Regions from separate parts of the Rattus norvegicus genome. Here regions 2 and 3 are each linked to region 1. The links are chromatin contacts, called in public Hi-C maps. All regions are on one chromosome and are shown on one strand. The core of a region is the stretch at or near the end of the contact, and the rest is flanking DNA. Distances in the headings are between cores, read along the strand shown. Region 1 has its middle 59 kb from the start of Mir1843b. Region 2 has its middle 170 kb from the start of Tnr. Region 3 has its middle 81 kb from the start of Tnr.

The links. Hi-C and Micro-C count contacts between places; a contact is called where the count stands out from the background.
Region 2: a Hi-C map of frontal cortex shows a contact between it and region 1, with 2.5 times the contacts expected there. The contact joins two enhancer-like sites.
Region 3: a Hi-C map of prefrontal cortex shows a contact between it and region 1, with 4 times the contacts expected there. The contact joins two enhancer-like sites. A contact is called at or near these places in 10 of 12 Hi-C or Micro-C datasets (the A7r5 cell line, the Rat2 cell line, Schwann cells and 6 more) and 1 of 1 datasets of contacts at active chromatin or transcription factors (oligodendrocytes).

The regions. Positions count from the first base shown.
Region 1 is chr13:74,141,704-74,145,747 of GRCr8, forward strand. No RefSeq gene overlaps it. Among named protein-coding and RNA genes, the nearest start is that of Mir1843b, 59 kb to the left of the region's middle. Within about 2 kb of position 1,943, at least 30 of the 93 cell types and tissues checked have an H3K27ac peak or open chromatin away from gene starts, as enhancers often do. A contact at or near this core is called in prefrontal cortex, where this site is marked.
Region 2 is chr13:74,449,218-74,453,069 of GRCr8, forward strand. It overlaps a transcript of Tnr not described here. Among named protein-coding and RNA genes, the nearest start is that of Tnr, 170 kb to the right of the region's middle. Within about 2 kb of position 1,879, at least 5 of the 93 cell types and tissues checked have an H3K27ac peak or open chromatin away from gene starts, as enhancers often do.
Region 3 is chr13:74,541,616-74,545,471 of GRCr8, forward strand. It overlaps a transcript of Tnr not described here. Among named protein-coding and RNA genes, the nearest start is that of Tnr, 81 kb to the right of the region's middle. Within about 2 kb of position 2,071, at least 15 of the 93 cell types and tissues checked have an H3K27ac peak or open chromatin away from gene starts, as enhancers often do. A contact at or near this core is called in prefrontal cortex, where this site is marked.

The DNA of each region.
Region 1 (4,044 bases), core at 693-3,192:
CCCACATGTCTTGATCATTGAACCCTGACTAGGGATGGTGGAGGAATAAAGAAAGGACAAACAGACAGGCAGACAGACAGACAGACAGATGTACAGAAAGCTAAGGTCAGGTGGAATGTGTACCTTCTGGTGGAAAGGCACCTATCCTGGTGTAACCCAGAACCTCAATGTGTTTATTTGGTACAGCACAGGGGGAGGGGCCAGCTGGTCTTGGTTGGAGGTTTTTGAAGCGACAGCCTCAGGCTGTAGACATCCAGGAGAAAGGCTGCAGTTGCTAGCTTTTGTATACACTGGTCAATCATTTGAACTCAGACTCCCGAGGAAAGCTTGTCTCTGACACTCACCCAGGGAAGGCTTTGCCACTCCCATGGGGCTGAGGCATAGAATCCTGGACATGGCTGTGTTCATGCCAACAGTACAAGTCATCAAGACTTCAGTCACTCAGGCCTCCCTCTGCTCCCAACAGTGCCTTCCTAAAACAGATGGTTTTATTGTTTGTTGTTGGACTATTCTTTGATAATAAACTACCCTTGTGTGTTTGTGTGCTTGTGTGTATGTGTGTGTGTGTGTGTGTGTGCACGCGTGCGCGTGCGCACACACGGGCGTGCCAGAGTTTGAGGGTAGGTGTCTTCCTCTGTAGATCCCTATCCTGTTTTTTGAGATAGGGTCTCTCACAGAGCCTGGAGCTCATCACTTCAGTTTGACGGACTGGCCAGCAAGCCCCAAGATCCTCCCACCACTGCACCCCCAGAGCTGGGATGACAGGTGTGCCCCTCCACATCAGGCTGCGATGACAGGGGGCCAAATCTCACAAGTCAAGCCTACCACACCAGGCTTGGGATTACAGATGTGCCCTGCCATGTGTCCCACCACATCAAGTTTTTATATGGGTGGTAGTGATTGACTTGTATGGCAAGCACTTTACTAACTGAACTATCTTGCCAGCCCGATAGCCTCCATTTTTATGGATCTGTGCTACCATGGACCAACTCTAGGCAGGGGATTTGACTTGCAATTTGGAAGCCTATCCAAAGATCTGTTTGTGTACAATTCCACATCATACATAAGAAAACTAAGGCTCGGGAAGGTTAAGAAAATTATCCAGGACCACACAATTTCAACACCCCTTAAGGAGGAAGGCTGAGATCGCGGTGGCAGCATGAGCCTCTGCTTATGCCACTGTCCTACATTTCAGGCAATGGGACCTGGAGCTCTTGTGAAAACGAACCCCAGCATGACAGAGCACGCTGCATTTTCATTTCTCCCATCCCAGCTCAGCAGCCTTCCCACTCTCAGGATAGATGAGAGATCTGCCCTTTTACCTGCTGTGCAGGGTGAGCAGCTGATGCACAAAGGAGGCCAGTAGGTCATAGGAGGCCTTCGGGATGAGAACTTGGATCCCACAGAGCCAGAGAGCAGGTGGGAGGCCAGGTGCGATGGGTCATCATGGGGAGATCGGCCTGGCAGGCAGGGCTGCAATCCTGGCTCCAAGGGGTTCTTGACACTAAGGTGAAGGCGGGCCTTTGTGCTGTGGTCTCATGCAACCTCTCAGCAGTGCCTCTCTGACCCTGTCCCCCTGGCCTTCATCTACACTGCCCTCTCTGCCTGGCCAGGCCATTCAGCCTCCTTCTGGTCTCTCCTTACAATTCTGGCCTGCGGCAAGCATGCAGTCCACTGAAATTACAATTTCAATGATTCATTTCGCAATTAATCATCTCCTGCCTGTGACATCCCTTCTATTCACGTTGAGCTGTTATTTAGAAGCACAATTGTTCAACTTTCCACAGCAGCATATGCTGCTTTGCTAATCTAGCTGGGGGTAGGGTGGGGTGTGCGGGGGGATTGCTGTCTCTGTGCTGCAGTCAATCAGACTGGAGGAGCTGTGTGAGGCTCACGCTGGAGGGGCCAGGAAGTGGGCAGGGGCACTCTCAGCAGGCAGGGAGAGCAGGACGCAGGAGCCTGTCACAGCTACTGAGGCAGCTAGGCGGCCCATCCCACGCATGCACGCTGCCTTCGTCTTCCAGATTCCTAGTTATGAAACATTTCTGGATAGAAACCGTCTTAGGAATTTTCCATGCATCTGCACTGTCTCCTTGCTAAAATTTCATTTCCTGTGTGCATGGACCATTCATTTTACTTTCCCTAAGCTGCTTGATAGGACACAGGCATCTCTGAAGTTACACAGGCAGGCCTCAGTTTGAGGCCTTGGCGCTGTGCTTATGAACTATAAACCTGGGCAAATCTCACTGTTTTCAGTCTCTTTTACCTTCCTCTAACATCGGACAGGGGTACTTATCTAATGATGTTGTTATAAGGGCCTTGAAGCCAGCATGTCAAGTAGTCCTCAAATATTCACATTCGCTATCACAGAATTATTGTTATTATTATTACTATTAGTATTGTTATCATCATTAACTCCATTTGTTGATGGAATTTAGGGGAGAGGTGCAGAGAGGGTAGGAGGGAGATATTTTGGGGGACGCGGGGAAAGCCTACTGAGGCAAAGTGAAGGACTGAGTTTCATGTTTGTGGAGTGTCCAAGCATAGGTGGGAAAGATGTCTGAAAAGGTCAAGAAGAGGAAGTATGAGCAGGGAGTGGCACGTAACGGCTTGCAGAAGACTCCAGGGTTGAGATGTCCCTGGCTTTTCTGTGCTTAAAGATCAGAGTATTTGCTTGAGATAAACTTGACCTTCAAGGTCAGAGACAGCCCCAAGGAAGGCCACAAAAGTCATCGGAAAGAAAAATGAGTGCAATATGGCTAGGGCGTGCTCTCTCCAATTGCGTTCCGTCTGGATCTTAGACACTGCCTTAAAGCCAAGGACAAGATGGGGCCAATTTCACAGGTTAAGTCCAGGAAGGGTTTTCAGTGTTTCAATATAATAAAGGTGGGTGTGCCCAAGCAAGGAGATGGTCTTTCCTGGCCTGGGACCTGGGCCAGCCTGAGACCCACTTTCCCACCACTCTCAAGGGCTGCATATGTCTGTTCTAATCTCTCTATATGCAGTGATCTGGCCACAAAAGCATTCAGAGACCGATGTCACATGTCAGGCTGGTGCAGAGCAGAGCCTGTCTAGGAGACAGGAAAGTCTTGAGAGGGGTACAGAGATGGAGCTCATCTTGTAGAGAGCTTGCTTAGCACATGAAGCCTGGGATTTGCTCTTGAGCAATGCGTAACGGGGTTATGGAGACACAGACCTGTAACCTCAGCAATTGGGAGGTTGAGACCGTAGGATCAGAAGTTCAGTCAACCTTGGCTATAAAGTGAGTTCGAGGTCATCCTGAGTTACAAAGTAGCCCGACTTCAAAGAGAAAGGCAAAGGGAGACTTAGGGAGAGGAAAAGTGGATGGGGGCTGTCTCTCAATTGAGGACATGGGCAAGAAGTTTGCTCAAGAATATAGACCTAGGAGCTGGAGAGAGTTCAAGTCCCAGAGCCCAAATGGTAGGGGAAAACCAACTCTCACAAGTTTTGCTGTGACCTCTACACATATCCTACCTCCCCCCAAGGGGTAAAGAAAAGAGTTCAGGACCTGGTGATCTCTGGCAGGCAAGGTGAGCTTCGCCTCCTGTTGGTTGATTCTTTTGTGGTTCCAGTAGGGTATAATTACTGCCCCCCTCCCCCAATGTGGCTACCGAGCACCGGGTATCTTTCTCCCTGAGTGCTGTTGTGAGTATAAAAAGCACACTGGATCCAGTACAAACAAAAGGGACAGAATGTCCCCTTAGTAATTTTTGTTCTAACTAAAAGTTTAAGAAAAATTTAGGATATGTTAGATTAAACAAAATATATTATTAAACTTACTATGAGCTATTATAATTTTTTCCTATTTACTATGAATTTTAAGGTGAGATGCAATGTGACCTGTGTTATATTTTCATAGAACAGTATTGTTCATCCCAGGCAGCCTGCTGGCTGATGGAAATGTGTCCCCATGTTGCCTTCCTGAGGAATGAAAGGACCATAGGGAATGCCCTCCACTTACAGAGAGAGGACATTGTATAACTTATTCAACCCCCTTGCTTCTGATGGATCTTCCACATCCTG
Region 2 (3,852 bases), core at 629-3,128, 310 kb after region 1:
GTGACCGAAAAGAGGGAGAATAGGGAAGGGAGGGGAGGTGTAAGGAAAAGGAGAGAGAGAGAGAGAGAGAGAGAGAGAGAGAGAGAGAGAGAGAGAGAGAGAGACTGCCAAAGCAGAAATGAGAATACTGGGTTTTTTGTTTGTTTTTTGTTTTTGTTTGTTTGCTTTTTTTTAGTGTGGTTGTTTTGTGGGCAGCTCCTGTCTTGTCTGATGGTTTGGTGTATTACAGCACAGGTAAACCCGACTCCCACCATCGTGGAATCAGAAAGATGTGCCTTTAAAATCCCCAGTCTGAGAAAGTGGCTGAGTCCTTCCTCATAAGCTGGGGGTGGTTGAGTTTGCTTTTAGGCTGTTAAGAAAATTAACAAGATATTACTATCTCAATATTCTTGAGACACAGCAAACACATTTTCCCTACCTTGTGAGTTTGCTGCAGAACCTCTTTATGAGCTGCTTTTACAGAAAACGACAGCTAACAGGCTTAGCGCTTAAGTCTGAGAACTTAAGTTCAAATCCCAGTTTCATAGTTATGACTGACGGGACTTTAGGACCATTATCTTACCCTCCTCCTATCCCTGGGCCTCTGTCTGAGATACGGGTTTGAGCCTTTTATTTTCCTGCAAGGCGTAACTGTGCCCGCTCATCAGGTTTTGAGAAGAGGGATAAAGAATTCCGTATGAATAAAGATCTTAGAGCATGCATGCAGGTCTTATGAGCTCACTTTTGTTAATATCAATGTCATTGAGCAGGAAGCAGCAAAAGGGAGCGAGTGAAACCTACAAGCACATTCCAGAATGTCCAGGCTGCTTCCATGTGGCTGTCCAGGAAGGTACTGAGGCACCCACCCTCCTCAGAGCTGTGAGGAGATGTAGCGATGTTCATTTGCACTTAATATATACTCAGCTGCACTAATTAGTTATAAGCCCCAAAGGCTAGAAATAAATTAAGCCAGTCCATTTAAAAAAAATGGGGCTGTAGACTAGTAATAACGTTGACAACTTCTTTTCATTGTTGTTCTCATATTGTGAGACGGAAAATATTGACAGGAGCCAAGGTTGTCTGTGAACAGAAGCTCCTCGGACCTTGTATCTAGAGTCGCAGTGTGAGGCGAGCATGGACTGGCAAGTATTGCTTAGTGTAAATCTCAGTGCTTCAGAACCTTCTCTGTGGCTGACATTTTCCAAACACCATGCAGTCAGAGTTAGCAGGAATTTTCCTAAGCCGGTGCCCTAACAAAGAACCGAAATGGGTTGGTTTAAAACAACAGCATCGTTACTGTCTCACAGGTCTGGGGACTGAGAACACAAAGCCAGGTGGGGTCATGCTGTCTAACATTGCAGAGGGAACCATGCTTCCTGGCCTTGGCATCTGTGTTTGCCACGATTTCTGGCACAGTCGAGAGTTTAAAGATACCACTTCTGTCATATATATATGACAGAATGTATATATATATATATATATATATATATATGATGTAGATATCATAAATATATCACTGTCTTCTCCCTGGCTTCCTGTGTTCTTCCCTCTGTGCCTGCATATCCGTGTCTCTTCTTCTATGGAAGACAGTTGCATAGGATGAAGGTGCTTACTTCTCTTTATGATATCCACAGAACTCTGTTTCTAAGTCAGGTCATATTCTGAAAGCTGAGCCTAGGGCTTCTCCATACCTTTCTGGGGAGATACACTTTAACTCGTAACATCAATAGCAATCACCCTTCAAGATCTGTGTCGTCATTTTCTTTTCAGACGAGGAATCTGAACCTCTGTGCATTTGGGTTCCGTGACTGTCGCTTGGAGAAATCCCTTCTTTTCTTGAGACATGTCGGCTGCTGTCAGTTCTTGTCCTGTATTGTGTGGCCCCCAAAGACAGTGCTCAGGCTGTCAGGCTTGGCAGCCTGCTCCCTGATCCCCAGACTTTAGAATGTGGAGTTAAAGCACTTTTCCTTTTGCCTTGTTTTACGTTTTGCTTGCTTGTTTTTGAGTTAAGACCTTTAAGTATATAGTCCAGGTCGGCCTCACGTCTGTGGTCTGCTGGTCCTCAGCTCTGAGTACAGTAGTGATAGGCGCACTCTCAGGTAGGTCCTTTTTTGTGATATTACTGGATCTTCCACTTCGCTGTAGTGTGTGGCTTCCTTAAATTTGATTAAGAAATGCTGTGATCATTGCACAACCTCTCCCAACTGGAGATGTTCCTTTCCTTTTCTGGATTTGTCCCCTCTAAACATCACATAGAAGTGTAATTGCCACTGTAATACCATTGAAGAGTGGTTAATTGTCAAGAGGTGGTTGCTCTCCAGTTTTCTGCCATTATGAATATACAAATCAATGCTGTTATGTTACTGAGTTCACTGTAGCAGAAGTGAGTTTGTTATTTTTAAAACAGTGGCAGCTTTATCTCCATCTTTCATTTCTGCTCCTCCCTTTGTTTGTCCATCTGTGTAGCTAGCCAGGTATGCCCCTGCCTCAGCTGTCACAGGCTTTGACTTTGAGGCTCCAAACCAGTTCAACACCCACCTGCCTCCGATTGTTCTGGCAGGCTTCCTTGCTGGTGAACTGTAGGCTTTTTCTGTGCTGTGTAGTCAGGTTTGTGGGATCTCCTTCAGTCCCCTTGGAATCTAGTCAAGCCCCAAGGAGCATGGGGAGTGATAGGAAGAGGGGTTACTGTCCCAGGCCCTCAGTCTATCCACACTTGTCCTGTTGTCTTGGATTGTTTCTGCTGCTGTAACAGAAAACTTGAGGCTGTTCAATTTATAAGGAATAGAAACCACTTTCTCACTGTTCTGAAGTCTAAGGTGGTCAGGAATAAGACACCAGCAACTGGTGGCAGCCCTCTTTCTCTATCATGGGAGGGCAGAGAGCATCATTCAGCTAATCTCAGAGCTGTCTGACAGCACATCAAAAGTAGGGTAAAAAGGAACTGCATCTAAAGGAAAACCCATGACCAAATATTCAGAATGTTGTTCTACCTTCGCTTTTGCAGCATGAAAGAGCGTCTTTCTGATACCTCCCAGAGTTTGTGAATTTAGTTGGTTGATGAGCCCTTTGAATGAGTCCTGGCCTGTAGGGTTTTCATGTCATCCAGGACCTGAAAAGATCTCTAATTCTGATCCAAGTGTGATGTTAGTCCCCTCAAGGATAGATGTGGATGGATGGGTAGAAGTTTGCTCATGTTATAACTTGTCATAGCACAAGGTCCCCATCCTGGTAACTGGGATCCTTATCGCTCAGCACCACCAGCTATACGTCAGATCATTTTATCCGGTCTTTTGCATTTTTAAATCTACAAAATGACAACCCAATCGAATAAGAAACTTTGCCCCAAAGATACCAAAGCTTCATGTCATGGAGACATGAAGGCCTTGTTCTGTGTAAACATCCGAACACCCACCATGATTTCTCTCTTTACCCCCTCCTGAGGAGAGGATTCCTTACACTTCCCAATCGACAGATTGTTTTTCAACTATAAATATCCATTTTGGAGGAGGAGCCGGACAAGTACAAATGCTTGACCCCAGGAAACCCCAATCCATCTGCTCATGGCTGCCGAAGATAGAATTTCTGACGAGCTAGGACCTGCTTCTTTGCCAAGAGACTTCAGCAGCATGCCAAGGGAGGAACAGTTTCCTGCTCTGGTGGGTCTGAGCTTCTGGGGCTAACTCAAGAGGCTGCTCGTGCAGCCACAGCACATACTTGGATAGCCCTTGCCCTGAAGGAAGACCCTGACCATTCAGAAAGCTAGGATCGGGGTCCCTGACTGTATTCTCATGAATATCATTGTTGCACTGACTTCCTATGCTATGCCTAGTCCAGCCTTGCACTACACAGGAGTTTCTATGAGTTTTTAAAAGG
Region 3 (3,856 bases), core at 821-3,320, 400 kb after region 1:
AGTATACTCCGCTGCCTCCGTGTAGCACAGTGGCAGGATGTAAGAAAGTGACATGATAGATTATTTAGATATGAAGCGAGACTTCTAAACTCTATTCCTCTCCCTGAATGAGTTAAGAAAGATTGGCACAGTTTGTGAGTATGGGGATTGATGTTACCGTCTGTTCAAAAATGTCTGATGTAGGTCCCCGCTCACTGCATCACCCATGATGCCTTGGTTTATTACTACACTGTCTCCATGTGTGGTCCAGCTTGTCCACCCTGTAACACTGCTGCAGAATGGGAGAAGGGCTGTCTGCTGGTAAACTATTTCCAATAAACGCTTGTATCATCCAGAGAGGCAGACAATGAGCTGATAGTTGGTAGAGATTGTCTGGTTGCTTCGGTATCCCCATATAGGATAGAGTGGAAGTACAAGAAAGTTTGGGAAATAATGAGAAAGTGATTGTTGGAAATTGCCCCCATTGCAGTCATTGATAGTCTGTTCCCCAAACAAGTCTCGGCACCTGGATGGCAAGGCCCATCTATCACTTATGTCCTAAGGACAACTTCATTCTTTCATTCAATAAACATCCAATGAACCCTTGCCAGGAGCCAGTACCACACAGCGACGGTCACAGGGCTCTTTGCCTTTAAGAAGCCTAGAAATCTCTTCCAACTTTGCCTGTTCTGTGAGACGCTGTTGTCCTTCTTCCTCTGGGATCCCAGAGCCCTTTGCCCTGACTAACTCATGATATATCTGCCTCTCTTCTGCACTGGTCTGTGAAGTCCTGAGACCAGAAAGAAAAATGCACCTCTTCATCCTTACCTGAGGAAGCATGTTCACCTTGCAGGCACTGGCTGGGTCTACAAGTCCGCTAGGGTATGAGAAGCGGTGATGGGAATGAATATGCATGATTCACACACGTATGCTAAAGCTCGCATGTGAGCTAATAGCAGACTGAAGACCAGGAAGGATGTTTCCCCGGAGTACCACATTTGCACAGTTCTCTTATTTTTAATCCCTCTAAAATATGAGATTTGAACTCGCCATAGGGAAGAGCCACATCCTCATAGTCAACCCACATGTTTCCTAATGCTGAAGTATTTTAGGCATCGAGAGCAGCATGCTCAGCCTTCCCCCAGCAATCTCTCCTTGGAAAGAGTCTCGATTTTGCTTTCTGGTATCATTCACGCTTTGTCCAGGCTCCCCTCGAATGCTTGGGTTTTAACCGTCCAAACAGAGGAGGAGACATGTGGCATGTACCTTGAGACAGGCGAGCACATGGATCACCAGTTTGTATGTGAGGACCTGGGAGACATTTTAGCATTCAGCACATAGCCAGACATATAAAAAGGAAAGTGATAAAGAGGCATCCAAGAGCCCGGTGTCAGATATCTGCTTGTTCTACAGTCTGTCCAAGCCCACCAGTCAGGCATCGACCAGTGCAGTGGATCCTCCAAAGACATGACCTCCCTAGCAGACAGCAGTTTCTCTGGCCAGAAAGCCCCACCATGTATCACCCCCCCCCAGAGCAAATGCAAAAATCAATGCTTTCCTCTCAGGGCTGACCTTTCCTGACCACTCAGCCACCACATAGTTATAGCATCACTGTCGGGCTCTGCCCAGGAGCCGGTGCTCCGGACTGTGAATCAGCTCCCATCCAAGATTAACATTCAGACAGAGACCTCGGTAATGAATATTTTAATATAATGTTGACTGTTTACCCACATGAATGGAAAGAGCTTACATCTGCCAGAGCCACCTGTGCCCATGGAACTTTAGCTCAGACAGCCGTGTCCCCCAAGAGCCCAGCTGTATGGAGGAAAGAGGGGGTAGGCTAGGCAGGAGAAAAGATCAGAGAAGAGAGGCTAGGTCTGGGTGGCTGAGGCCAGTAGGAGGGTAAGATATTGACCAGACAGCTTGGAAGGAGACATAACGCATAACCAGTAGGCAAAAGATAGAAGCGGGGGAGGGGGGCAGCTGCCAAAGGAAAGCAGGGTGGAGGCAGACATCTAAGAAAAGGAGTGTAGTAACTCCTGAGCGGAGAGCATCTCTGTGGCTTGGCGTCAGATGGAGGGAGAGAACAGAACATGTCTGACTCAGGCACACAGAGCCTCCTCTCTGAGGAGCGGGCGTCTTGCTCAAGTTGGCACAGCTATTTGTGGCCCATGCTGCCATACGGAATCTCTGGAAAACAGCTAAGGTTCTCACCTCGTTGCCCAGGCTCTGGCTCCATTGGGAGCTGGAGCAGCTGTCGCAGGAAAAGAGAGAAGCTGATTCCGGACATCCACAGGCACTAGGAGGGACCATTCATAGTGTTAGTGTAGAATGTTTTATGTTTGAGAAGGCTCTTGAAGGAGCTGCCCCGACCAGTAAGAGAGAAATGATTATTTTCATCGAGGCTATTACAGGATGGGTGTATAGCCTTCCTTGTGGGTGTGGGACAGCCAGCTGTTCCCAAAGAGTGCCAGGAGGCATCAGGATCTCTTCTAATGACCTGAGGTACATAGCCCTCACCTCTGACACCACAGGTGGGTGGCTCAAGTAAGTCTCTGCCTCAGGAGATGGACCCTTCCTCTGGAGATGCCTTGGCCTCCTTTATTTGATGGTTGCTTTGTTACCATTCTGCATCCCTTCACCTTTTCCTCTGTCTTCTGTTACTCCTTAGGTTACTCCTTGGCTCTCTAACACAATGTGGCTTCAGTGCATCGTGACATCACCAAGCTTCATTTCTGGTTATATTTCTAGACTCCATGTAACCTCACTCTTCATGGGGAGACTGTAGAGAGAGGGAGGAAAATATTCATGGCACATGAAGAACAGGAGAGGTTTGCACATGGCAGGTGATATGCAACATGGCCCTTCTCTTTTTGTCTCTCTCCCTTGACCTGTGGGTGACCTGCCCACCTCACGTTCTGCTTACTGTACTGTTCAATGGCCACTCATTACCTGGAATTAACAAGAGATTTAAAATCTCAGTCATACTTCTGGGAGTCCATATGTAAGAGCAGATTTTGTTTTTTAACATTTTATCATGGAAATTTCCAAAATTACATAAAGTTTTCAATGAATTTGGTACTATAAAAATCTCCAATCCAGTATACCTCTCGTTCCATCCTGCCTCCCGAGGTCCCTGACTTGCTGACATAGAACATTTTTTTTTTGAAACAGGGTCTTGCTGTATGACCAAAGCTAGTCTGGAACTCATCATCCTCCTGCCTCAGCCTCCTGAGCTGCAGGGCTACACGCCCCGTGTCACTCTGCCTGGCTATGATTTTTGTGGGTATTCCTAATCCATCATGTCATCTAACTCATAAATATTCATGAATGTGACTTTTCATCACCAACATTCCAAACTCTCTCAAGTCTGAAAAACAACTCGTTTTTTTTGAGGATGAGAATCCTGAGACTCCTCCTTTACTTAAGGTGCATATCTGCTATTGTCTTTTCCAAAGTGCCTTTGTCAGAGAAAAAAAAATGTTAGAAAGAAGTTAACACCCCATCAAGGACAACCTCCTCTCACACAGTGGGCGATTGTTCTGTATTCATCCCCAGAGAAATCAACTGGTAAACGAGTCAGGCTTTCAGAAAACACACCTGCATGCCAGATGTGCACAGCTGTATGCCAGCAACTTCCACTCAGCTGCAGGACAATCAGACCACCAGATGACTCCTGGAAACGAGAGTAGCAAGTGAGCTTCCTCCAGAAGAGGAAAAAACTGGAAAAAGATGTCTTCTTTTTTTTTTTTTTAACTCCAAAATGAGATGAAATCTGAGGTTCATGGATGAGGATTCCAATGCTGGCTATGGAAATGACTCCTAGGAGGCTTGGGCTAGGGCGACTCGTCTGATTACTACCAATGTTCTTAGCCCA